Regions from separate parts of the Ovis aries genome. Here region 2 is linked to region 1. A link is a contact called in public Hi-C data. All regions are on one chromosome and are shown on one strand. The core of a region is the stretch at or near the end of the contact, and the rest is flanking DNA. Distances in the headings are between cores, read along the strand shown. Region 1 holds the start of ZBTB10 (zinc finger and BTB domain containing 10). Region 2 has its middle 89 kb from the start of ZBTB10.

Evidence for each region. A called contact is a pair of places that touch in the nucleus more often than the background predicts.
Region 2: a Hi-C map of tail adipose tissue shows a contact between it and region 1, with 5 times the contacts expected there. The contact joins the enhancer-like site here to the promoter of ZBTB10 in region 1. A contact is called at or near these places in 9 of 16 Hi-C or Micro-C datasets (hypothalamus, liver, mixed tissues and 4 more).

The regions. Positions count from the first base shown.
Region 1 is chr9:56,748,315-56,754,393 of ARS-UI_Ramb_v3.0, forward strand. It overlaps ZBTB10 (zinc finger and BTB domain containing 10), which reads left to right and starts at 2,207. Exons shown (of 6, transcript XM_004011759.6): 1 at 2,207-3,257. The coding sequence starts at 2,292.
Region 2 is chr9:56,836,018-56,842,096 of ARS-UI_Ramb_v3.0, forward strand. No RefSeq gene overlaps it. Among named protein-coding and RNA genes, the nearest start is that of ZBTB10, 89 kb to the left of the region's middle. Within about 2 kb of position 2,849, at least 35 of the 54 cell types and tissues checked have an H3K27ac peak or open chromatin away from gene starts, as enhancers often do. A contact at or near this core is called in hypothalamus, liver and tail adipose tissue, where this site is marked.

The DNA.
Region 1 (6,079 bases), core at 957-3,456:
GGTTTAGTCTATTCAAAAATCTTAAGGCAAATAGTATTTTATAATATGTCTGGGATAATCTGTTTTTTTAATCTTGAAAAAAATACCATATTCAAAGTTTTAAATACTGTTTATTTTAAAAATAGAAATTACTGAAGAGAACAGAATCATTAAACTAGAGAGCCTAAATATTGTAACACGTTGTAACACACACTCTTTATTAAATCATATAACGTTCCATTAACATATAACGTAAAAGATTAAAGCCTCTAACACATGATAATCTATAACCGTAGAGTTGTGTTTTTCCCATTTTTCCCCATGCACATCCTGACATACATTAATGTAAAAAGTAACATGTCCTTTTTTTCCTCCTCAATAATTATCTTGAACGTATTTTGAATGTTTGTGATTAACCTTTTAATACTGTTTTATTTAGTCCTCTTAATATATTTATTAAAACAGTAAAAAGCTCCTCCATAGTTTGAGAATATCTTTCTTTAATCTGAAATGTTTGAATAAAAATGATTTAAGATTTGTTTCACATTACTTTTAACTTGTTTTTAAAAGTTTATTTCAGGTTTCAAAGAGTAAAATGAATCTCAACACTTTAGAATTTGCTAAATTTAGCACATTAAAAAATACTTTAAAATACGAGTATAAGGGCTCCAAATTGGAAAATCTTTTTCTGAACAAGTTGACTACGATTATTATTGTAAGAGTTTCATTTCCAGCTCCATCTGTTTTTCTAATCACTCTAAATTCCATGTGCAGTGTCAACAGTTAAAAAAAAAAAAAGAACAACCCAAAGTCTTAAAAATCAATCCTTGTCTTAACACACACGCTCTTCGGAGTCGCACGCAGCGTCTGTGTGAGCCGACTCCTCCCCACTCTTGGGGAAAACCCTGCCTAATATTTATAACGTTATGACATACTGTAATACTCACAAGGTGGTTGTAGAAGTATAAACACGACTGGAGCTATCTGATTGGCTGCTGGTGATGTAACACCCATGTCAATACTTCCCACTGAACGCACGTGTTCGACCTTTTATTTAAATTTCCATTTCATCACAGCAATAAGACACTCGGGGCGGTGCATTTTCTGTGAAATGATTATCGCCCAGAGCTGCTGCATCGAATACACAATGCAGCAGACGAGGAGGTGCCCCCGGTTGTAACCTCCTCGCCCGAAAGGTACAGCCTGGTCCAGTCTTTGTGAAGGAACAAAAATAAGTTCACTTCCTCGGGCACCGTTACCCCCCGCCCCCACCCACCCCACCTCAGCAAATGACAAGGCTGGAGAGCAGCTCCCACCGTACAGTTATTTCTCAAAGTCCCAGGTGAACTCGTGGCGAAGGAAGGAAAATGTGCGTCCCGGGCGCGGGTAGGTGCGTGCGGGCAGCGGGGAGGCGGCCAGACCTGACACTCGCCAGCTGTTTGTCCTCCGCGGAGCCCGGCCCCGGCTGCACACGCCCGCCCCCTCCCCGAGACCCCCCAGCCCGCCGCCCGGCCTTTTGTCCCCCGCCCCTCGGCCGACTTCCTTCCCCCGCGGCCGCACCCCCGCCCCCAGGCCGGAGGCGCGGCCCGGCCCCTTTCCCGGTCCCCAGGCGCCCCCACCCCACCCCAGCCCAGCCCCAAGCCCAGCCCCCTCCCCCCGCCCGGCCCCCACCCTTTCCCCCTCCAGCGGTTACTGCTACCCCGGTGCATTGTGGGCGCACGGTCCGTTGTTCATTTGCCATTCGACCTCCGCCAGGGCCTGGTCGGACGGAAACGCTCCGCCGGCTTTATTGTCGGTTCGTTATGTGGCGGAGCCCGGCAGTTTAACGTGCCTCTCGCCCTCAGCGCTTCGGAAGCCGGCAGCCGCGTCGGGACTCCTCGGCGCGCCGGAGGAAGGATATCTTGTTTGGAGGGTCGGTGTGTGCGCGCGGCTTTAAAGAGGGGGCAGCGGAGGGTCTCCCCGCACTCCGCCTCTCAACTTCGAAGGCCCCACGCGCGCCGGCTCGCTGCTCACCTCTCCGCCGCCCGCCCCCCCCTTCTCCGCGCGGGACGCTGCCCGGAGCGCCGCGGGGCGGGGGTGGAGGACGAGGAGGCGGCGGCCCGGCGGGCGGCGGCGGCGGCGGCGGCGGACGCGTGAGGCAGCCCCGGGGAGCGAGCGCGAGCCGGGCGGGAGGGCGAGGCCGAGCCCCGCGAGACCGGAACGCCCGCGGTGGGGGCGGGAGCGAAGCGGAGGGGGAGCGGCGGGGAGCGCGCGGGACGCGGCCCGAGGCCGGGCGCGAGCCGGGGCACCGGGCGGCGGCGGCGGCGCGCGCCATGTCGTTCAGTGAAATGAACCGCAGGACGCTGGCGTTCCGAGGAGGCGGGTTGGTCACCGCCAGCGGCGGCGGCGGCTCCGCGAACAATAACGTTGGCGGGGAGGCCTCGGCTTGGCCCCAGCAGCCCCAGCCAAGACAGCCCCCGCCGCCAGCGCCGCAGCCGCTCAATGGGCGGGGGGCCGACGAGGAAGTGGAATTGGAGGGCCTGGAGCCCCAAGACCTGGAGGCCTCCGCCGGGGCTGCCGCCGCCGCCGAGGAAACCAAGGAGTTGCTGCTCCCCCAAGACGCGGGCGGCCCCACCTCGCTGGGCGGCGGTGGCGCCGGGGGCCCCCTGCTAGCGGAAAGGAACCGTCGGACTCTGGCCTTTCGAGGCGGCGGCGGCGGGGGGCTCGGCAACAATGGCAGTAGCCGCGGCCGCCCCGAGACCTCGGCATGGCCCCTGAGGCATTTCAATGGGCGAGGGCCGGCGGCCGTGGAGCTGGAGCTGGACGCGCTGGAGGGGAAGGAGTTGATGCCGGACGGCGCGTCCCTGAGCGACAGCACCGAGGACGAAGAGGAGGGGGCGAGCCTGGGCGACGGCAGCGGGGCGGAAGGAGGCAGCTGCAGCAGCAGCAGGCGGTCGGGCGGCGATGGCGGGGACGAAGCGGAGGGCAGCGGTGTGGGAGCTGGAGAAGGAGAGACTGTCCAGCACTTCCCGCTCGCGCGGCCCAAGTCCCTAATGCAGAAGCTCCACTGCTCTTTCCAGACCTCCTGGCTCAAAGATTTTCCCTGGCTGCGCTATTCCAAGGATACTGGCCTTATGTCTTGCGGCTGGTGCCAAAAGCCCCCCGAGGACGGAGGAAGCGGGGATCTGCCCCCAGTGGGGCACGACGAGCTTTCGCGAGGGACCCGCAACTACAAGAAAACCCTCCTTCTGAGGCACCACGTCTCTACCGAGCACAAACTCCACGAAGCCAACGCCCAGGTACGATATATGTTGCTCCTGCTTTTTCAGATCTTTGGGGGAAAGGTTTATCAGCTAAAACTCACTCTACTGGGTGAAGACATCTTTCCTGTTAGGAGAGAGGTGTAGGGAATTTAGGCGTGGGGGGTTCGAAAGCCTGGGAATAAGTTTTCAAAAGTTAACCGGGGGAGTTGGGGGGAGGGGGAGGAATGACAATTTTCTAATCATAGCACTGAATTTGATTTAATTTTTTTCATGACTCAGATTTCTTTGCCCGTCAGATTGAATCAGAAGGAAAGTTTAATAAGCGAGGTTGAAGGTTTTAACCCTGTAAGGTTGGCTTTGTGGTTAGAATGTTATTAGCTGTGATTTTAGAAAAGCTGCTTTAATGTTGGTAGTCTTTTAGCGTGCTGTTGGAAGTCAAATCTGGTAACTCTTTGAAGAATGAATTAAACTCTTTCCTTAACCTTTGACGCTACCCCTTTTAGGAGAACATGCAACCGAGAAAATTCTTTTTATCATGTCAGGATAATGTGAAATATGAGAGAGTAGTATGTAAATGTAGAGGAAGCTATTTGTATAAGACTTAGTGAATGATTATACTAAATTCATCTCCTTAAACTTTTTGTTGAACTTCTCTTTCCAAAGGTATGCTTTCGGTAAATTGTGGTAGTTTTTACTTGCTTCCTTCTCCAGATTTCTATGCTGAGATTTTCTGTAATCCCCTTTTTCAAAAAGTTTTCATTTAAATGTAGTTTACTTTAAACTTAGGATATTTGAAATGTTGACTGTAAAGTTACTTCTACCAACTAGTTGGTTCGAACTGGTAGAGAATGTATTTACCAAAATCATAAGTTCTTAGTTATTAAACAGGTAAACGGTACTTCTTAAATCTTGTCTTAGTATTTCTGGATTAAAGATAATAGTCTTATCATTTTGATAATCTCTTTCCAAGCCAAGCAGATGTTAATCAGTCCTCCTAAGACAACCTGTGGTTGTAGATGGAATTCATTCTTTTGTATCGGTAGCCAGGCATTGATTTCAGAAAGTCACCTTTCAGATACTAGTCCCTTTGTGTGTTGGAGTGATCTTGCTGTTTAGAACACTTTTAGTGGAGTTAATTAGGCACTGTCTAATAACCCTGTAGCCCAGAAATTTCTCAGAAGTTGAGACTTTAACATTAAGGCATAGGGTTGTTTTTCTCAGGGGGGTAATGGCAACAGTTTTTTTTCACAACTTTTAGTTGCCTAAGCCCTACAAGGAAGGTCATTTAAAGATGTAAGGCCCGGAAAGGTTAAGTAAATTGTCCCAAGTCTTACAGTTTTTGGTTATAAATGAGACTAGCCTTTATAAAGAATGTTGCAATGGAGGAAGGAAAAAAAGGTTTTGGAATAAAATCTAGGTTCACATCTCAGCTTTCTGCAGTTACTAGCTTTGTGACCAAACACAGATGTCCCTTATTTTGGCAAGTAATTATTCTGTTCCCATTTTACAGAAGAGGAGTCTAGAGGCTTCGTCGCGTTATATATTCCTGAAGTTAAGTAGTATGGTGAAGTGGAGGGCTTGTGAAAATGAAAGTATGTTTTTCTAAGTGATGAGTTGGTTGTGATGAGTTGGTTATTTAGAAAAATCTAAGGACAATCAAACTGAATTTTCTTAATTCAGTGGATCAGTTACTCTTCAGTGTAGTCTGTGTAGGCAGATCTGAATGGGAGTGCAAATTATTACAATTAGCTGCTTAGTGAACCTGAAATCAGAGGAACGGGGAATTAGTTGGATAACCTTATGATAGACTTAGCATGGTGTATTCCTCTCCCCTCGGCATATATCTGGATTAGGGAATTCATCCCTAGGTAAAACCTTTTCTAAACTTAATCCCTGAATTATCCCTCCCTTACCCTTTGCCCCCTTGAAACTCCCTTTTTACAATATAATCTGCAGACCAACTACTTTCTCTTAGGACATTATATCATTAGACTGAGAATAATACAATTTAGTCAGTCATTCTGTTTGTCTAAGGCTATTTATTGGTTCCCTTGATTGGATTTTGGATGTTTCCACTCTGAACTGATCCTAATCATTTCTATTTACATTCTAAGCTTAGTTTGGGGTATTACCTTGTAATTGACCCCAGGTACCACCTATAGGATCTTTTTGTCTTGTTAATACATGAGTGACAGGTTCAAGAACTTAGTTATTTCTTCCTATGCGCAGTTAATTATTTTTTTTCATTGCCCTGCAGCTTTTGATTACCTGCAGGAGGCAGTATAACACAGTCTGTAAGAGCATTCTTGAGCTTTAAAGTAGGGGAACCTGAGTCCTAATCCTCTTTCTTGACAGGCAAATGAGTTAACTTCCAGTTTCTTCATGCATGCAAAGTGTATATGCCAGCACCTAGTCACTTAGTAAATGATAACTATTATTTATTATCACCATTACTTATTTTCTTTGGAAATAGCTAATTCTGTAGGGTGGGGGGAACTGGCACTTCATGTCTCAGTGTTACCAGTTTTCTCAGTTTGCAAGCCACTTGCATGGAATCATGGAATCTCATGGAATCACTCTTGATTCTAGAGAACAAACCAGTTTTTTTCATGCTTTTAGAGACTTTGGCCATTCAGGTTCTTTGAACATTCTCATTGCACATGCAGTTTTTCTCATCTTCATGAAGAGTATCTTGCATGAGCTTTCTCCTGCCTTAAAATTACTGAAATAGTTTTGTAGTTCCTCAGGCAAGAATTAAGTTTGAAGTTGGGACACAGTTCACTCCCTTTATCCCCCCTCTCCACTTTTTTTCTTTAATTTTAATGAGTCTGTTTTCATGGGGAGTTTAGCCAAATCTT
Region 2 (6,079 bases), core at 1,599-4,098, 88 kb after region 1:
GGATAGCCTTTGATTTTCTGTTAGCTGAGCACAGAGGTAACCATCTGTGCTGTGATCAACAGCTACTATGTTTTTGGAGACATTGAGACCAAGCTACATAAAGTCACTAAGCAAGCCACTTGGTTTAAAAAAGTGACTCCTTCAGCAGACTTTTTCTCTGATCTGCTTGTTTTGGGTCATTGGGACCATGCCTTGAGAGTGCCCTCCAATCATTGGGTATTATTCTGCATATAGTCTTTGTAATCATCTTTGTGGTTTGCTGTATTCTCTCGAAAGCTTTACATGCATGCATGCTGTTGCTGATGACCAAATGATCTCCCTTTGCTGAGAATGCCAAAAATGGGATGAAGAAAGTCAACTAAGAGAATAAGACTTTGATATTCCAACCTTTTTTTTTTTCCAGTTGGAGATTCAACCTGACTCCAACATCAACAAGTGGTAGCTCAAAGTGGCAGTAATACCTTAAACTTTGACTACAACTGAGAAAATTGATCGAAAGGGGGAGTTGATAAAGTTAATTTGAATATTGGCACCCATAAAATGGAGGCCAACTCAGTGGCCCAGCCCATGTCACAAACCTAAACTTAAGTCAGCCTGCACTTACAGGAAACCCCTGTCAATGAAACCTAACATATATCTATCATAATCCTCCAACCCAGCTTTAGCTAGCTTAACTTACCCTAGAAAACAGGACTTTCAGGCTTTCTAAGGAAATCCCTGATCTCCTAGTTAATCATGCAGTGTTTCTATATCACCTCTTTCTCTCTATAAAACTCCCTTTTGTCTCACATCTCTAGAAAGCAGTATTCCTCTGCTTATGAGGCACAGTACTCCTTGATTCATGGATTGTTTTCTCTTGAATAAAGGACATCAAACTCCTTACTGAAAAAAAAGTATAAGCAACAGGGTATAAACAACTAAAAATGTTTGGTTTATCATTAAACTCAGAACATATGCTTTCACATATTGCCACAATTTTAAGTGCTCATGTGAAACTACATTAACAATTTGTACTTAGTAGGTTTGGGCCTGGTAGGTTGCTGCTTTTTATATTTCTGAAGTTTACAATATAGTACCAAGATTTTTTAGACGAACACTTAAGAAATAAAGAAAATAATAACTTGTGAGTTTACCTATCTAATGCCAGAAAAACTAGATGAAATTGAGAAATTCAGTTAACCCATACACATATTGATCCGTAGTTATATTCAATCTTATTCTAGATGAGATGTAAGAGAAATCCCACCCGTGAGGAATGTGTGGTCAGGGAACAAACTGCTCAGTGACAGCTGGCTTGGTGGGTCTTCATCCCAACCTTTCTGACTACAGTTGTCAGGATCTACACCTGTTTTATGCCCTCTTTAAGCATCAGTTTCTTCATCCATAAAATGGGATAATATTAATATTTACTTTCTATGTTTAAGAAGATTAAATAAAATGCTAATGTCTATAAATTGCTGAGAATAATGCCTGGAATGCAGTGAACGCTCAAAAACTATTACATACCAACTAGTTGGGAAGTAAAGACTAGAAGTCATTCGTTTTATGTCAAAATAAGTTAGCATTTAGAATAGACATACTTGGAAGTTTGCCTACGTTTTCATCTTTTCTTTTTGGTCAAAGAGTTGAAACCAGATGGGATATTGTACAATTACAAACCTACAAGTTTTCCTGTTTCTTTTAATTTGATACCTAATTTGGGAATATGTGGGTAAAAGAAACCAAAGAATATTCCTCTGAGTAATACCTGAAAACAAGAGTTACAGATTAGGGTTTTCAGAACAAACAACAAAACCAAAACCCTGGCTATCTACACAGAAAGCGTTCTTTAAGGCTTGACAGGATTCTTTGACCTTTGTTTTATGAAACATGGACAATCTTACATTTGATTGGTGAATTTTCTGCTGGCTTTTTTTTTTTTTTCTTCTTAAACCATGTTCCCTGCCTGCAAAGCTAAACCTATTTATGGTGAGCACTGTTTTTTCAATTAGGTTTATTTTCATTTTCCCATAGGCCAAGTTAGCTGAGAATGTCCCAACGTTTATTTTCCTTTCCTTTCCTTTGTATAATGGTTTTTAAAATTAAAATATACAGCACTTATATCTATTGACTTTTTTGAAATACTGTCTAAATTTTTTTCTTTTTTGCACATTTAATGCTCCTTCATGAGACGTATTATTCAAAATGCTTTTCACTATTCACAAATGCTTCTCAGAGTGTAATGGTAGTCCATTTTTGTGGTTAGCTTTTCGAGAGCAAGGATCAAGCCCATTCTGCCAACTTTGTGAAATGTCTCGTACGTACAAGCTGGTGCTCAGCAGAGTACTTAAGAAAGCTGATGTGTTTGTGACTTGGCTTTTCCCCAAACTTTTCAGCTGGACGTCAGCATTCCATCCAGATTGTCAATTTCTCAAGCTTAATATTTCCTTCCTTAATACATCCTTTCCAACAGGCCCCTCCTTTTGGGGGTGTGGGTGGGGGCTGGGGTAGGGAGAAAAGGACTCTAAGCTCCGCATCAACTTTCTAATAGTTTTGTAACACACTATTCTCTGGTGAGAACCCTGGGTGAGAGCAAGTCTTAGCTAAGCACTTTGTTTTCGGGAGAGCGCTTCAGGTTTACAGCCCTTGGGGAAGAGGGTTTGTTCATCCCTGGAAAACTGCGGGCGGCTCTGGGGCCGGGGAGCTGCGGGCGGCTCTCGGGGGCTGGGAAGGTCAGCGCAGCTGGAGAGGGGCCCGCTAGCCTCAGGGGAAGGGGAGAGTCCTGGTTCGCTCCCGGGGCGCTCCTCGCGGGCTGGGGTGGGCGGACCCCCAGCCCCTGGAGCTCCTCCCCGCGCGGCCTCCCGCCCACCCGCCGCAGTCCCCGCCCGCGCCAGCGCTCGGCCGCCGGCTCCCGCCCCTCCTCCCGCCCAGAGGCGCGGGGGCAGGAATTCGGCCGCCGAGCTCCCCGGGGCACCGTGCCCCGGAGGGCTGGGCCGCGCCCTCCTCCCCGGCTCCTTTCCCCTCCAAGCTCCCCTCCTCCCGGCCTCCCCCTCCCAGCGCCCCCCCCCTCCAATCCCGGCGGCTCCGGACTCCTCCCGTTCCCCTCCTCCCCGCACTCCTCCCTGCCCCCCACCCACGCTCCCTCTCCCTTCCTTCTTTTCTCGCCTGGGCCCTTCTTCCTGCTCCCCTCTCCTCCCCGCTCCCCTCCTCTCTTCCTCCAGATCCCTATCCTCGCCCATTCCCCATCCCTCCCTCTTCCTCCTGGGCTCCCCCCCGCGCGCGCCTTCTTCGACCCCTCCTCCCCAACTCTTTTCTCCTCGGTTCCTCCCTGGAACCCCTCCCCTCTCCGCTCCTCCCCCCTCGTCCCTCTCCTCTGCTCCCCGCCTTCCTCCCCGGCTCCTCTTTCCCGGTTCGCGGAGCTCCCACGCGGTTGCTATGGAGGCGCCCGCGGCTGCTAGCCGCCCGCCGGGAGCTGCCCTGGGGCCCGGGGACGGAGCGGTGACTCTGCCCGAGGCCGTGGCGCCTCGCGCCCTTGGGGCCCGGGAACAAAGCGCGCCCTCCCCCATCTCGGGAGTGCGCTGCCAGACCTTCAGACGCCCCGGACCCGGCGGGCGAATCTGCTGGTCCGCAACCTCTGGGGATCGGACCCCAGGGGTCGGGGTGACAGCTGCGTGCTACCGACCTACCTTGTGGCCCCCCGAAGATCACTCCCGCTCCCCCTATTCCTACCTCCCATCCCGGAGGTGTCTCTGAGGCCGGGGGACAGCCAGATGGCCCCATTTAAAAGGAACGTCCCCTTTTGTTGGGGGGCCGAAGCAGCGCCCAGGCCAATTTACATAGGAAAATGGGGTTTGTGTCCCCAATTCAGGGCGGTGCCCCGACAGCTGGTGGTTCTGTCATCGTGTCAGGACCCCACAGCGTGATGTTTAAATTGACTTGATGTGTGCAGATGTTTGCGTGTGAATAGCAATTGATTGAGAACCGGTAGCTATTAGGTCAGGCTTTCAGAAACTCAGTTCACAGAGGAAATTTTTATCAGCTTGGGCACAACAGTAAGATGGTAGAATGGAAGTGTCCTGCTGAAGACTTAGGATCCTCTCTTAGAGGACTCACAGTTTATCACTTTGTTGGGAAATCGAAAAAGCCCAATAGTTGGACCTGAAGAGAATTTTGAAATCCTTACTGTTCTTTTTGGTTGTTCCTTGTCAAAGTTGTAAGGTTGAACATAAGAATAGGGGTGAGGAGGACTGCTAGGACTTCCAAATGATCCATGAAAGATCTAATCTAATTCACTTTATTAAAATAACTCAGCCAGCTGCTATAACCTGTAGCAAACTGAAAGTTGTCGCTAGTTTGAGATCAGTAGTTTAAATGTATACGTAAATGATAGGACTGTTAAGACCAGAGAGGACCTTCAATTCTTATTTTACCAGTAAGGAATTTAAATCTCAGAGAGGTTAAGTGATTTTCCTAAGATCTTAACAACTCTTGGAGTATGATCTCAACGAAGGAAAAGGAAACGAAGACAGTAGATTTAGGAGCCCTTGAAAATACCTTAATCAAGACGTTCTCAAACCTTTCCACCAGTCCGCTGGAGCCACCAACAGGTAACTCCCTAGAAGACAAGGAATGGAGAGGAATTTTTTTCCCCTCTGCCTGCATTCATCAACTTCAGCTCAAGTCTGTTGTTCTTGTTTAGTTGCTAAATCGTGTGCAACTCTTTTTCGACCCCATAGACTAGCCTGTCTGTCCATGGGATTTCCCAGGCAAGAATACTGGAGTGAGTTGCCATTTCCTTCTCCAGGGAACCTTCCTGACCCAGGAATCGGACCAGTGTCTCCTGCATTGGCACACAGATTCTTTACCACTGAGCCACCAGGAAAGTCACAGGGCTTTGGAGCCAATTTTAGCCACTAGAGTCTTCCTGAACCCTGAACCGAAACTTGTGACTTCATTTCCATCAGAGTGTTCATTTTGTGATGAAATGGAAAGGGACTGGTTAGAATTTGTATGAAATGGGAAATCAAAGCTGGGCAGGAACCCTCTGGTCACCTTTTCAGGAAGAAGGCCAAAGTGATCAATGGAACCAGTGTTCACCTTGCTAGAAGGTAGGATAGCTAATTTGGAAAGGCTTTGTGGTTAAGACTTTATACTCCCAGTACAAGGGATGTGGATTTGATCCCTGGTTGGGAAACTAAGACCCTACATGCTCCAAAAAAACATTGAAAACAACCTTTGAAACGTGGTCTCCTTACTTCAAGGATTGTGTTGGAAGAGTTTTATCTGCTAAACTTGCTGGTAGACTTATGTTGGAAAAAAACTTCTGCCTTTAAACCTGAAGTGACTGGGAAAAATTAGGAAAGAGTGCTTCTGGGTAAGATTTTAGAAGAGCTGTAGCATGCCACATAAAAGAAGAATATGAGTTCACACACTGTACTTCAAATGAGAAATACCAAGAATGTGCAGCTGGGTTGGAACTGGAAATGGGTGTTAATTTCTGCTCTGCTTCTCCTACCAAACAAAGCAGCAATGTTTTTTTTCTGCCTCCTATTTGCTTGGACCCAAGTGGTACTAAGATGAGAGTGCCAAATATGTGATGAGGATATTAGGTAATGAATATAAGAACCTCTCAATTCTTAGAAAGGGAGTGTTTTTAGAATAATATATTTTAAAAATAACTATATACAAGAAAATTATTTGAAATGGACTTCCCCGTTAGTACCACATACATACTCTTATCGCTCTTTACTTTGACTACCCGTTAGTACTTGTATTGGTTAGTTATTGAGGTATAACAAACAACCCCCCAAAACACCGAAAAACAGCTGTTTATTAGTATAGCTCATGCACCTGTGGGTCATAAAAGGTCAGCTCCTCTAAGTCGGGCATGTTGGTGGCCCTGCTAATGCTGGCTCAGCTTAAGCATGCATCTCAGGGTCTCCTGGAGCTCTGCTTTAGACTAAGTTTGGCTGAAGAAGTTTAGCTGAAACAGCTTTGCTCCATGTCTTTTATCCTTCTGAGACTGGCAGACCATCTCAGGCTCCTTCTTCCATGGCAATGACAGAGGAGCAAGAAGGGAGTGGGAATCATGGGCTCTGGT